Regions from separate parts of the Mus musculus genome. Here regions 1 and 2 are each linked to region 3. A link is a contact called in public Hi-C and HiChIP or PLAC-seq data. All regions are on one chromosome and are shown on one strand. Each heading gives the region's core, a stretch centred on a gene start, on an enhancer-like site or on the middle of the called end of the contact. The rest is flanking DNA. Distances are from core to core; before and after follow the strand shown.

What was found. Hi-C and Micro-C count contacts between places; a contact is called where the count stands out from the background. HiChIP or PLAC-seq counts read pairs in DNA pulled down with a chosen protein or histone mark.
Region 1: a Hi-C map of muscle stem cells shows a contact between it and region 3, with 3 times the contacts expected there. The contact joins two enhancer-like sites. A contact is called at or near these places in 1 of 39 promoter capture datasets (embryonic stem cells), 2 of 15 datasets of contacts at CTCF or cohesin (the NIH/3T3 cell line and large pre-B cells), 18 of 484 Hi-C or Micro-C datasets (B cells, CD4 T cells, the CH12 cell line and 13 more), 5 of 115 datasets of contacts at active chromatin or transcription factors (embryonic stem cells, fibro-adipogenic progenitors, heart atrium and 1 more) and 3 of 9 other capture datasets (adipose tissue, embryonic stem cells and liver).
Region 2: a contact with region 3 is called in an H3K27ac HiChIP or PLAC-seq map of the NIH/3T3 cell line, with 3 times the contacts expected there. The contact joins two enhancer-like sites. A contact is called at or near these places in 6 of 39 promoter capture datasets (3T3-L1-derived adipocytes, cranial neural crest, embryonic stem cells and 3 more), 1 of 484 Hi-C or Micro-C datasets (the C10 cell line), 2 of 115 datasets of contacts at active chromatin or transcription factors (the NIH/3T3 cell line and embryonic basal ganglia) and 1 of 9 other capture datasets (adipose tissue).

Annotation. Positions count from the first base shown.
Region 1 is chr5:21,281,090-21,285,575 of GRCm38.p6, reverse strand. Gsap (gamma-secretase activating protein) reads right to left here. Exons shown (of 31, transcript NM_175437.3): 26 at 3,974-4,068. Among named protein-coding and RNA genes, the nearest start is that of Fgl2, 89 kb to the left of the region's middle. Within about 2 kb of position 1,750, at least 35 of the 459 cell types and tissues checked have an H3K27ac peak or open chromatin away from gene starts, as enhancers often do. A contact at or near this core is called in bone marrow-derived macrophages, fibro-adipogenic progenitors and muscle stem cells, where this site is marked.
Region 2 is chr5:21,167,080-21,171,405 of GRCm38.p6, reverse strand. No RefSeq gene overlaps it. Among named protein-coding and RNA genes, the nearest start is that of Gsap, 17 kb to the left of the region's middle. Within about 2 kb of position 2,290, at least 51 of the 459 cell types and tissues checked have an H3K27ac peak or open chromatin away from gene starts, as enhancers often do. A contact at or near this core is called in the NIH/3T3 cell line, where this site is marked.
Region 3 is chr5:21,584,792-21,588,866 of GRCm38.p6, reverse strand. It overlaps Fbxl13 (F-box and leucine-rich repeat protein 13), which reads left to right. Exons shown (of 21, transcript NM_001199632.1): 8 at 3,574-3,669. Among named protein-coding and RNA genes, the nearest start is that of Lrrc17, 43 kb to the right of the region's middle. Within about 2 kb of position 1,961, at least 40 of the 459 cell types and tissues checked have an H3K27ac peak or open chromatin away from gene starts, as enhancers often do. A contact at or near this core is called in the NIH/3T3 cell line, bone marrow-derived macrophages, fibro-adipogenic progenitors and 1 more, where this site is marked.

The DNA.
Region 1 (4,486 bases), core at 501-3,000, 300 kb after region 3:
CCTCTATTGAGGGACATCTGGGTTCTTTCCAGCTTCTGGCTATTATAAATAAGGCTGCTATGAACATAGTAGAGCATGGGTCCTTATTACCGGTTGGAACATCTTCTGGATATATGCCCAGGAGAGGTATTGCGGGATCCTCCAGTAGTACTATGTCCAATTTTCTGAGGAACCACCAGACTGATTTCTAGAGTGGTTGTACAAGCTAGCAATCCCACCAACAATGGAGGAGTGTTCCTGTTTCTCCACATCCTCGCCAGCATCTGCTGTCACCTGAATTTTTGATCTTAGCCATTCTGACTGGTGTGAGGTGGAATGTCAGGGTTGTTTTGATTTGCATTTCCCTGATGATTAAGGATGTTGAACATTTTTTCAGGTGCTTCTCAGCCATTCGGTATTCCTTAGTTGAGAATTCTTTGTTTAGCTCTGTGCCCCAGTTTTTTCATGGGTTTATTTGATTTTCTGGAGTCTATCTTCTTGAGTTCTTTGTATATATTGGATATTAGTCCCATATCTGATTTAGGATTGGTAAAGATCCTTTTCCAATCTGTTGGTGGCCTTTTTGTCTTATTGACGGTGTCTTTTGCCTTACAGAAGCTTTGCAATTTTATGAGGTCCCATTTGTCAATTCTTGATCTTATAGCACAAGCCATTGCTATTCTGTTCAGGAATTTTCCCCCTGTGCTCATATCTTCAAGGATTTCCTCACTTTCTCCTCTATAAGTTTCAGTGTCTCTGGTTTTATGTGGAATTCCTTGATCCACTTAGACTTGAGATTTGTACAGGGAGATAAGAATGGATCAATTCTCATTCTTCTGCATGATAACCGCCAGGTAAGCCAGCACCATTTGTTGAAAATGCTGTCCTTTTTCCATTGGATGGTAGAGACAAAGTTTGGAGCTGAGATGGAAGGAAGGACCATCCAGAGACTGCCCCACCCATATGGGGATCCAACCATAATCAGCCACCAAACGCAGACACTATTGCATATGTCAGCAAAATTTTGCTGACACAACCCTGATATAGCTGTCTCTTGTGAGGCTATGCCAGTGCCTGGCAAATACAGAAGTGGATGCTCACAGTCAGCTATTGGATGGAACACAGGGCCCCCAATGGAGGAGCTAGAGAATGTACCCAAGGACCTGAAGGGGTCTGTAACCCTATAGAAGGAACAGCAATATGAACTAACCAGTACCCCCAGAGCTCGTGTCTCTAGCTGCATATGTAGCAGAAGATGGCCTAGTCGGCCATCATTGGGAGGAGAGGCCCTTGGTCTTGCAAAGATTATATTCCCCAGTACAGGCGAACACCAGGGCCAGGAAGCGGGAGTGGGTGGGTTGGGGAGCAGAGTGAGGGGAGGGTATAGGGGACTTTCAGGATAGCATTTGAAATGTAAATGAAGAAAATATCTAATAAAAAATTGTTTAAAAAAATACCCTACATGCTTGCCCATGCCCTAGTCTAAGGGAAGCAATTTTTTAGCTGAGGTTCCCTCCTCTCAGATGACTCCAGCTTATGTCAAGTTGACATAAAACCAGCCAGGACAGGAAAAGTCTCATGATAACATGTACATGCTCAACAACTGACTGGATGCAGGAATGACAGAGAATCACAGCCTGTCCTCAGGATGTACACGGTCAAACAAATTATGCTCAGTGAACTGTAGTTTGAGTTCTGAGAAGTCACGGCACTTTCTCTCTGAATATATGAGTCATGAGCACTGGGTCACTCATAATTCCTGGCAACACCAAGGATCACATGACGTGCAGATGTTGTCCTCAAGTTGATGTAAATGGCTAAAAACAGATTGAGTTCACTGGGTTCCCCAATTCAAAACAAATTATAGTATTACTACCTAATCAACACAGTTTCACATGGACTTGGAAATTCTTTCCCAGACTAATAAAGTCAAAACTTATTCCTGAAAAAGCATTTATACTAGATCACGAGTCGTATTCCCAGGTTCAAAATTCCTTCTCCAGTGTCGGGTACCTGGTGACACCCCAACAATCCTTCATGTGTGCGTCATTGGCACAGTATCAAGGGCAGTAGCCTATTTACAGCCTCATCTCTGTGTGTCAGCTCTGAGCAGAGTGGGTGGCTATAACTAGCCATCGGTTTCATCGCACTAATCGTCGTCCTCAGAGATATCGCCCTTGCTGAAGCCAGGGAGAGAGAGATGACAGCAAACAAGCAAGCAAACAAAACCAAACAAACATAAAAACAATCATACAAACAAACAAACGACTCTGCTCGCCACTTCCTCACTCCCTTTTTTTACTTACATGTCTGACTTATGAAACTCAATTTTTGCTAGTCCCATAGATCTGAAAAGCAATCTCCCTTATAAATGCTTAGTATGAACCCCTTGTAAACACACACACACACACACACACACACACACACACACACACCAGTGGTGCCACTTTGCCCTCTCTTCTCTTGTCACATGAACAATTATAAGCATTTGATAGAAAAGGAAAAGCCTGGTATGGTACGGAAACACCCTCGTGTAATGCCAGAACTTGGATAATCAGAAGTTCAAGGCCAGTGTTGGCTACGAAAGTTTGATGCCATCCTGAGCTACCTGAGCTACCTGTGCTACTTGAGCCTACACAGGGCAGGGGACTGGGGTGCAGGGGACTGAGGGTGAAGGAAAGCAAGAAAGGTAGCCGAGTTTAAAAGTAGTTACAGAATAAAGGAGCGAATGCATATAAAGCAGAAAACTGATGAGAGGTTGCAAATCCAGGCCATAAAAATAATAAAACAAGTCAACAGCAAGACAACATCTTATTAAACCTGCGGACACAGAGCTCTAGTCCCTGAAAATATGACTAATTTAGAGTTACACGGAAAGACAGAGTCAACATCACTAATCAGCAAAATGCAAATCAAAACTATGGTGAAATGTTACCTTCCACCTCTCAGGGTACAAAAGCAGAGGTAAGTGTTGGAGAGAATGTGGAGAAACGGAAGCCCTTGTGCACTGTGGATGGTCAGTTGCCTGTCAGTGAAATGGTCCCACCACTGTGGGGGACAGCACAGGCCACCTCACAGAAGCCAAACATAGGATCAGCAAGACAACCCCATAATCATTCTACACATCCAAAAGAATGAGAGTCAAGATAGTAAAGGGACTTGTACACTAATGCTCATTAGACTATAATTCATCATAGCTAAGATATAGAAACACCCATTGATAAACAGGTAAATAAAATGAAAATACACAAACAGTGTAATGTTACTCTGCTTTAAAACGGTATCTTGTCATGCAGGACAAATGAGTGGACCTAGAGGTATTATGATGGTTAAAATAAGTGACCCTTATAGCTCAGGGATTAGAGCACTGGTCTTGTAAAAATAAACCAGTAGTCATGGAAGAGGCAAGTGGTCTAAAATGGTCAGACTCATAGAAACAATAGAAATGTGGGGGCCAAGGACCAAGAAGATGGGAAGGGGCAGCTGCTGAACATGGGCTATAAGGAGAGGCCATTCGGAAGATGAGAGCTTGCCTATAGGTAATACTGTATTGACATTAAAGTGTTAAAAGGGTTGATCTCATGTTATAGATTCTTCCTATTACAATAAAAAAACAAACAAACAAAACAAAACCATAGTGCCAAGTCTATCATCGTATGCCACTCCCACTGGTGTTTGTAACTGTTTTCATTTCTTGTACGTTACCTGGCATGAAATGGTTACTCCACACACTCATGGACTGATCTAACAAGTGACCGCTTATATGAGTAGCTGAGCACACGTGGTAAGGGTGCTGTGAACTGGCTGGAACCTCTTCCTGGAGCTGGCAACAGGAGTTTAGTAGTCAGGGGAGGCCTGGCCAATAGTGGCCAACCTCAAGACCAACCCGCTGCTGACACACGGGTGCCATCCTGAAGTTCAGAGCTACTGTCTGTGCAGAGGCCATGTGAAAAACAAACTTATTACAGCAAATGACAAGAGACCCTAGACTCACCAGGAGGCAGAGGCAAACACAAACTGCTAGCAGCATCCAAAATCCTGGTCATGAGATGAAAGACTTCAAAATCTGCAGCACTGCAATGGCTATTGCTGAGTTAAAAACAACAAAGTAGTATGTTAGCCAAACACCCTGTTGGTCCTGAGTAGTGGCTCTAAGTACCACATATAGAGATCCCTGTGAAGTGCTATATCCTGGGGAAAGACTCACAAATGAGAGACCAGCCAACAGCCAAAAGCATAGAATCTCACACCATACTCAGTAGTCTTATAAGTTATAAATAATATTCATTGAAATTTCTGTCCTTGGAAATAGTGGGCTTGTGTGTCTCTCCCTCCTCCTCAACCATGTGCCACAGAGGACAGCTGAAGTAACCTGTAATTCTGAGTATAAGACTAAGGCAGAAGGTTCTGGGGATGGTGGGAACTTCAGTGGACCAAGGTTTCAAAAGCACTTTGGTAGAATAGGTGCTCATCAGAGTTACTAGCTCTCTGCACACTGTGATAACGG
Region 2 (4,326 bases), core at 1,041-3,540, 420 kb after region 3:
TAGGAGTCCGGGGATCAGGCTCAGCCCACTACCCCTTAAACTCCTAGACGGTCCAGTTCCTCACCTGCAGGATTCTAATTCCCCTTTTGTAGGCATGGAGAAGTTGTTAACACATTGACTGCTGGGCTTTATCGCTCCGTGTCTGAGGTTCCCAGGTGCTGCCAATGCTAGTCTTGGGGACACAGCTCAAAAAGGTCTGTGGGTTCAAGGGGGAGTGGGTGCCACAGCATAAAAGCAAGCATCCTGCCCTGCTCTGGATTTCCCGTTTATACACGTTCACTGGGCTTTCCCCACTGTTCCACACTGCTGATGCTGTTTCAGCAATTTGCAGGAAACAGATGTGTCTTTCCTTCTGGGAAAACAAAGGAAGGTTAATAATAGTAAAAGCGGTATCTTGGAGGAAACTGGTATAGTGTATGTGTCTCTATTTGCCTTGTTATTTATATAAGTGGCAATTACACTATAGGACTTGTGTAATTTGACTTGATTTTCTTCTAAATCTTTTAAGAAATGCTTTTATTAGCATATATTAATTATACATAACGATTGATTTCACCTTGACTGTATTACTTTTCTGTTGTTAGGATAAACACCATGACCAGACGTGACTTGGGGATAAGAGGGTTGATTTTGCTTACACACCTTGATCACAGTCCCTCCCCAAGAGAGGCCAGGGCGGGAGCTCAAACAGGAGCAGAAGCAGGAAGCATGGAGGAAGACTGGTCACTGGCTTGCTCTCCGTGCCTCGCTCAACTTGTTTTCTTATAGAAGCCAGCTTCCCAGGGGTGAGGCCCTCCACAATAGCCTGAGCCCTCCCACATCAATCATTAACAAGAAAATGCCTCCATAGAAGTCCTACAGGGTAATAGGATGGAAGCATTTTGTCATTTGAGGTCCCCTCTTCCCAGATGACACCAGCTTGTGTCAAGTTGACAAAACTAACCAACCAGCACAGTAACATTTGTATACATGCCCACCCCCTGTTACCCTCTCTTGTCCCCTCAGAGACACCACTTCCCCCTCTCTTCCCAATCAATGGCCCACTTCTTCCAATGATTCTCTTCACAGTCGCTACCCTGTTTTGCCTTAACTGTCAGATTGACACAGCCCACAGTCATCTGATAGGAAAACATCACTGGAGGAGTTGCTTAGATCAGACTGGCCTGAAGGCATGTCTTCAGAAGATTATCTTGATTATTAGTAGGTGTAGGAGGGGCCAGCCTGCTGTGGTGGTACCATCCTTAGACAAGTGGTAAGACAGACAGCTGAGCATGAGTCTGAGGGTGAACCAGAATGAAACAACCACTTCTGACCTGAAGAAATATTTGCTGACCTAAGTGATTTTGTTTTTGTTTTTGTTTTTTTTGCCATGAACCAGAAAAATCCTAGCATGTGTATGGTGAAGGGTAGAGCTGCTCACCGAGTAGTCCTTCTTTAGCTCATTCCTTTCCACTATAACCCTCAACACAAATGAGTTCAAAGGAAATGGGCCATTTCAAGCCTTCATTTTTGGCTGAATATCCATCCTGCAAACTCTCTTCTTAGACATATGCACCAAGGTACCAAGTCACAGAGCACAGAGACACTCAACGAAATTGAATATAGCAATAATACAGCAATGCATCTTCATTAATAAACTGATAGAATTAGCCAAGGTTTGCAGGACTATTCCGACAACTATGAGTTTTCTTGTAATTTTACTTCTCTGTGCTCTAGGGACTTTATAGGATCCTGAAATGTGTTTCTGGAACATTCCTCTGAGGCAAATAAGAAGCAGGTGTAATTATGTCTTCTTCACACATGGACAGGCAAACAGAAAGGAACGCACTGAAGCACACGAGGCAAAGGCCAAATGGTTCCAATGTGACCTATGCTCCTACCAGCCCACTTTCCTTTATCTGCACTGTGGGAACCTTGGAAGGCATTGTTCTGTCATTTTCTGAGGACATCTGAAGCAAAGAAATGATAAAGCTAATGCTTATGGGCAGCAGCAGTCCAAGCCTGTGGAGAGAAAATGTGATTTCTACAGATAATGTGATCATGTCTCCTCAAAGCTAAAGTCTCTCCCCCTCTGATGAGCCCAAGCCATACAATTTGATAGAGAAGCAAGCAGAGAATTGACTCTAAACTAATAGATGTGATAATGGCTGCAAAGCTCTGAAAGCACTCGGCATTTCCGGAGGACTATGCAACTGGGAATTTTTCCAAATTGTAATAGTTTTCAGTGGAACAGGCTTACAAAATGTGCTGCCGCTGGCCAGACGCCATATTGCTGACACTATAGAACAAAGCCAGACCCAAAGAAGAAGAAAAGCACAGCCCAAAGCCTGCACTGTTCACCCTCTTTGCTACTGTGCCTTGGTTTTAGACGAGATTTATTCTTCAAGATCTGGGCCCTTAAGGAATTCTTAATTTTAATAACCAGGGCTGGGGAAATGGCTCTGTGGGTAAGTGGTTGCTGAACAAGTGTGAGGAGCAGGGAGAGCCTCAGCACCCGAGTAAATGTTGTGTGGGTGTGGCAGCCCACTTGGCATCTCACTGTGTGAGACACGCAGGATCTCCGGAGCAGTTTGCTACAGAATAGCTGAGATGACTAGTCCTCTGAGTTCAGTGTAAGACTTTGCCTTGTATAAAGTTGTAGAGAGATAGAGATACCTGATTTTGGCCTCCAGCCTGTACACAAACACACATCTATACACATACCCACTATATGCATACACACACACACACACACATATACACCTGTATGCATGAGAGCGTGTACACACACACACACACACACACATATACAGATACATGCACATGCATACCACACACATACAAACACACATTTTAAAATAATTTTAATACCCTCACCTTCAAGCCACAGACCCTAAAACAAGTTCATAGTCAGTCTTGGCCATTTTTTGACCTCCAGCTTCCATAAGTCCCAGTTTGCTCTGTGTGGAGGGCCCACAGCAAAAATCTATCTTCTCTTCCTGCCTCTCTACCACTCTCTCCAAACACCTCCCATGTAAAAACCCTGAGACTGAAGGAAAGAAAAGGTAGCTGGCGTCCTCCAGTAACAAAGGTTCAGGGTCTTCCTTTTCTATACGTTTTGTCCTTTGCCAGGTAGCGTACATATTGAAATGTGGAACTCAGCGGACAACATCCGCACTAGTGGCCTGTCCACCAATAGACTATTTTTCATGAGGTTACAACTTCTTGGCTCTTTATATCAGTAGGTTCTAGAATCCACAAATTTAACCATTTTTAGATTTTAAATAGTTTTAGACTATTTACCAAATATATACAGAGGTCTCCCTAGAAAGCTTAAGGCCTCATAGTAAGACATTGACCCAAAACTAAATAAATAATCCACCCCCAAATCAAAAAAAACAAAAACCCAGATGATTTTTGTTTTGTGGTCTATGCCTATAATCCAAGCACTTGAGAGGAAGAAACAAGTGAAGATCTCTGTGAAGATCAAGATTAGCCTGGTCTACATCCAGTTCCAGGACAGCCAAGGCTCCAATAGTGACACCCTATCACACACACACAGAGGGTGGGGCAAAGACACCAACCAATGTGTCCTAGTTCTGTCAGAATTCCCTATAGAACATAAAACATCAGCGCATCAGGTACACTGCATTTGCATCATATCAAGTCTTATGAGTCCATTATGAACAAATGTTTGCAGATTTCACAAAAGAAAGGAGCATCATCAGAGTCGATGTCTGCGGGGTTCTGGAAAATGTGGAGGTAGAGATGGAAACAACACTAGAGCAAACTTCTATCACCCCAAAGTTTGGCTCTACCCAAGTTTATGTCAGTATGTGTCTCAGGTCTTCATCTTCACTGCACACACTGGCAAATAAATCATGTAAACAAACAAACAAACAAACAAACAAACAAACCAGGGAAATAAGACCCTTCACAATACCCTCAAACAGTATGAAATAGCTTAGGGTAACTCTAACCAAGCAAGTAAAAGACTTGTATGATAAAAACTTCAAGTCTTTGAAGAAAATTAAAGAAGATATCAGAAGATAGAAAGACTTCCCTTGCTAATGGATCAATAGGATTAACATAGTAAAAATGACCAGCTTACCAAAAGCAATGTACAGATTCAATGCAATCCCCATCACAATTTCAACACAATTCTTTACAAATATTAAAATGACAATTCTCATGGGAAAACAAAAAACTTAGGATAGCTAAGACAATCCTAAACAATAAAAAAACTTCTGGAGGTACCACCATCCCTTATTTCAAGTTGTAATGAAGAGCTATAGTCCACACTATATTGGCATAAAAACAAACAGGTTGATCAATGGAATTGAATCA
Region 3 (4,075 bases), core at 712-3,211:
TTTTAAAAAGTGAGTTTTAACACTTTTCCTACGTTTATGTTTAGAAAATATACAATATTTTCCTGCCGTTTTTTTCAATGATTACTCGTTTTTAAAATATGTGCTTCTTTAAAAAAATAATTGTGTTCTTTGAAATTTCTTACATATATGTAATGTGTTCTAGTACTCTCTTTCACATTCTCCTGCCTCCCGTCCCTACTAACCCTGCCCTCGAAATCTCTACCACATGCTTTCCCCAGATTCATGACTTTTGCCTTTGTTTTATGACCCGCTCAGTTTACCCAGAGACATCTGCGTGAACACTAGGTTGGAACCATCCACAGGTGAGGCCACTAGTGGACACACAACTGAAGAGCATGGCTGTCCCTCTCCCTGAGTGTATCAGTAGCAAATACTTCAGCGGTGACTGGAGGCGCCTGAGCTGTTCCGCCCATGCCTAGGTGTTGACAGGCCCGTTTTTTTGTGCAGACCCCGCACAGACATCTGCAGCTGCTGAGAGTCCGTGTCCTGCCCAGATGGAGTTAGTTATCCATCGCCCTTCCGTATCTTGCCGCTCTTGCATTCTTCCTGCCTCTCTTCTGCTGCATCCTCTGAGAGCGTGGTATAAATACACTGATTAGGGATAGGCCCTCCGCCATCACATATTCTCATCGTTTTGAAATCTCTGTGCTCACCAGTGTCCACTAGAAAGTATTCTCTCATTAAGGCCAAGAGTAGCTGTAAAAGTTCCGGCTTTTCTATACCTGCCCTTGTTCCTGAATAATGACATGGACACCTTGATAGTTATTAAAGGCTTCAAGCACTACAGCTGGGCAGATTCTGATCTATTCTAACCCGACTATGTTGCCCAGGCCTACTTCCTGAGCCACGAGGGGTTACATGCAGTCTTCCTCTCACTTTGGCTTCGCTGTCTTCTGGTAGACTCCCTGGTCTCCAAGAACCTCAGCCTGTTTCAAGGCACGGAAGTCCCGCCTTCTCTCCTGTCAGCTATAGGCTGATCAGCTCTTTATTGACCAATCAGAAGACGATGAAGAACAATGTTTTACAAAAAAAACAAAACAAAAACCGAGTCAGGAAATACTTCTTAATAAGGACAATAGCCAATGAAGGAGCTAGAGAAAGTAGCCAAAGAGCTGAAGGGGTCTGCAGCCCCATAGGAGAAACAACCATATGAACTAACCAGTACCCCCAGAGCTCCTTGGGACTAAAGCACCAATCAAAGAAAACACATGGTGGAACTTGTGGCTCTAGCTGTATATGTAGCAGAGGATGGCCTAGTCGGCCATCAATGAGAGGACAAGTCCTGTAAAGGTTCTATGCCTCAGTATAGGGGAATGCCAGGACCAGGAATGGGAGTGGGTGGGTTGGGGAGCACGGGGAGGGGGGAGGGGGTTTTCGGAGGGGAAACTAGGAAAGGGGATAACATTTGAAATGTAAATAAAGAAAATATCTAATTATACATATATGTAAATTAATATTATAGCAAGTCCTGGCTGCATCCAGGTCTCTGGGTGCAGATATTAGCATTTGAATACACAGTGCACAAAAACACCCCCTGCAAGTAGCATTTGTCGATGAGTGTAAATATAAATATTCAGAAGGCAGTTTGAGAAGTGTGGAGTGCTTCCTGAGTTTTTAGATCCTCCTCACTCAAGAACTATACTTCTTTGTATTGCTTAACCCGAAGCCAGCACAACATGCACACTTTTTAGGCAATAACAATGTGAACGAATAGGTATAGTTTTCTTCCTGAGCGAAAACCGAATTTAGAATAGTTTAGTCGTGATTGCTCTCTCCATTCTTAGGTTATTATCATCTAGTGTTTAGTCTCTTTAAAATTTGAGAGTGCAGGTGCTGAAGAGGCCAGCAGAGGGCAGTGGGTCCCCTGGAGTGGATGTTACCCGCAGTTGTAAGCCACCCAAATTGGGTCCTCAGGCTCAGCAAAGCATTCTTAACTGTTGAGCAGTCTCTCCTCTAATGCTTTAGTCACACTACTGTTTTACAAGGTTAGTGTGGGTAGCTATGTACTGGTTAGATTCTTTGCTCATCATGAACTATTTGTATCCTCCACCCCTTTGGGGATTTCAATATTCTTCGGAAAGTGTGTGTGTGTGTGTGCACTTTCTCTCTTACTCCTATTTAATTTTAGATTTTAGTCTTTTTTGACAGTATCTTTCTCAAGAATGCTGTCTTCCTTGTATTGATTACCTTAAACTTAAAACTTAGGAGTTTTATGATCACAGTCTGACCAGTGATGTTTTCATTTCTGTTTACGCTTACTGGATTTTCTCCTCGTGTTGGTTAGCCTTTAGTTTTATTTGGGCTTAATTTGTGGCAGTTCTGTAATGCTTGGCTCCAGTTTGTGTCTCTTTAGAGAAAATGATTTATTTCTGACCAATGTCCCAGGGGTTATTTTCAATTTGGAACCATGTTTCATGCTAATATATCAAATCCAGCTGCAAAGATCATAGATTTCAGGTGGATTCCATAAACAGTTAAAGCAGGCATGGCAGCTGGTCTTTGCTTACCAGTTCTTTGGGGGAGGGTTTATTTTTATTCCAACGGCATTATAATGTGTAGTATGTGCCTCTGTTGGATAAGTGTGGTGACTGTCTCCTGTGTCTGCATAGGCTTACAGAGCTCATTTGTCATGAAACCATCCCTATTGCCTTCCAGACACTTGTACCAGGAGTGCTTGTCAGTCTGGATTTATAAACTTTCTTTACTTAAAAAAAAATTCAAGTTATGTTTAAAATTTGTTTTAGTATTTATTGATGTTTTGTATCAAGAATATTTTTTCCCAATCTGCTACTTATCCAGAGATGGAAACCAGATGGGTTTATTGAGCTTTCCTAAGAATATCATAACTTTAGGAAAATGCAGTTCATCTTAGCAATTATTAAATGAGTTCTGTGTTTTAGCTACTATTTAGAGAAAGATCACTAGCTTTCTTCCAGAATACTTCCTTCATGCAGAAAACAAGCATGCTCATCTTTTTGCTATCTTTCTGTAGCTATCAGTTTGAACTATCACATGATCATATTTTCAAGTGGTTTATATAAAACTTTCTACAGAGTTTGCAGCTCAATAGTAATAAAATATTGTAAAGAACTATGAACAGAGACTACATTATAGAGTTCCACCTAGTACTTTGTTTAATTCACTGTAAGAATATAGTTTATGATGCAGCTTTAAAAAAATTCCCAGATTTATGTTTATAAGAGTCTGAGGAAGCCGGGCAGTGGTGACGCACGCCTTTAATCCCAGCATTTGGGAGGCAGAGGCAGGCAGATTTCTGAGTTCGAGGCCAGCCTGGTCTACAGAGTGAGTTCCAGGACAGCCAGGGCTATACAGAGAAACCCTGTCTCGAAAAAACAAAAAAACAAAAAACAAAAACAAACAAACCAAACCAAAACAAAGAAAACATTCCTCCCTTGAAATGTAACTCTAGCCTTATCTAATATACAGAAGATATTGCTGTTAACACACACACACACACACACACACACAATGGAAGAACTACACCAAAATTCAGGTATCAGTCAAAATGATGTTTTTCTTCTCTGTGTTTAGATTTTCTTGTACCTCACCTTTAAAGACATGATGGCGTGCAGTCGAGTCAACCGCTCCTGGATGGCGATGATTCAGAGAGGCTCCTTGTGGAACTCTGTGAGTAGCCGTGCAGGGCACTGTGGTCTTCTCACGGGCACATGGGGATTGTCTTCCGGAAGGCCCTGTAGTAAGGGGGCCTCCTTCCTGCTCCCCCACCCTTCTCTGTGGCCATCATCAGAAAGGGCTTTTTGTTTGTGTTTTTGGTTTGTTGGCTGTTTGGTTTTGCTGGAGGAAGAGGTAGAAATTTAGAGTAACAGTATCTTAAGAGATGTATCTGAATTTTAAATTTTAAATGGTGGAATATGTGAGTTGGATATTCTTTTTAGACTGAAGCAAAGACCCATTTTGCTGGGTAAGCTACACCTTACCCTTGCCTCGTTATTTGTCAACTTCTTCCTGCTGATGAAGGCAGGTTCTACGTTGAGCTCTTACTATGAGAAAGAAAACTTTTAAAAAGGAAGCA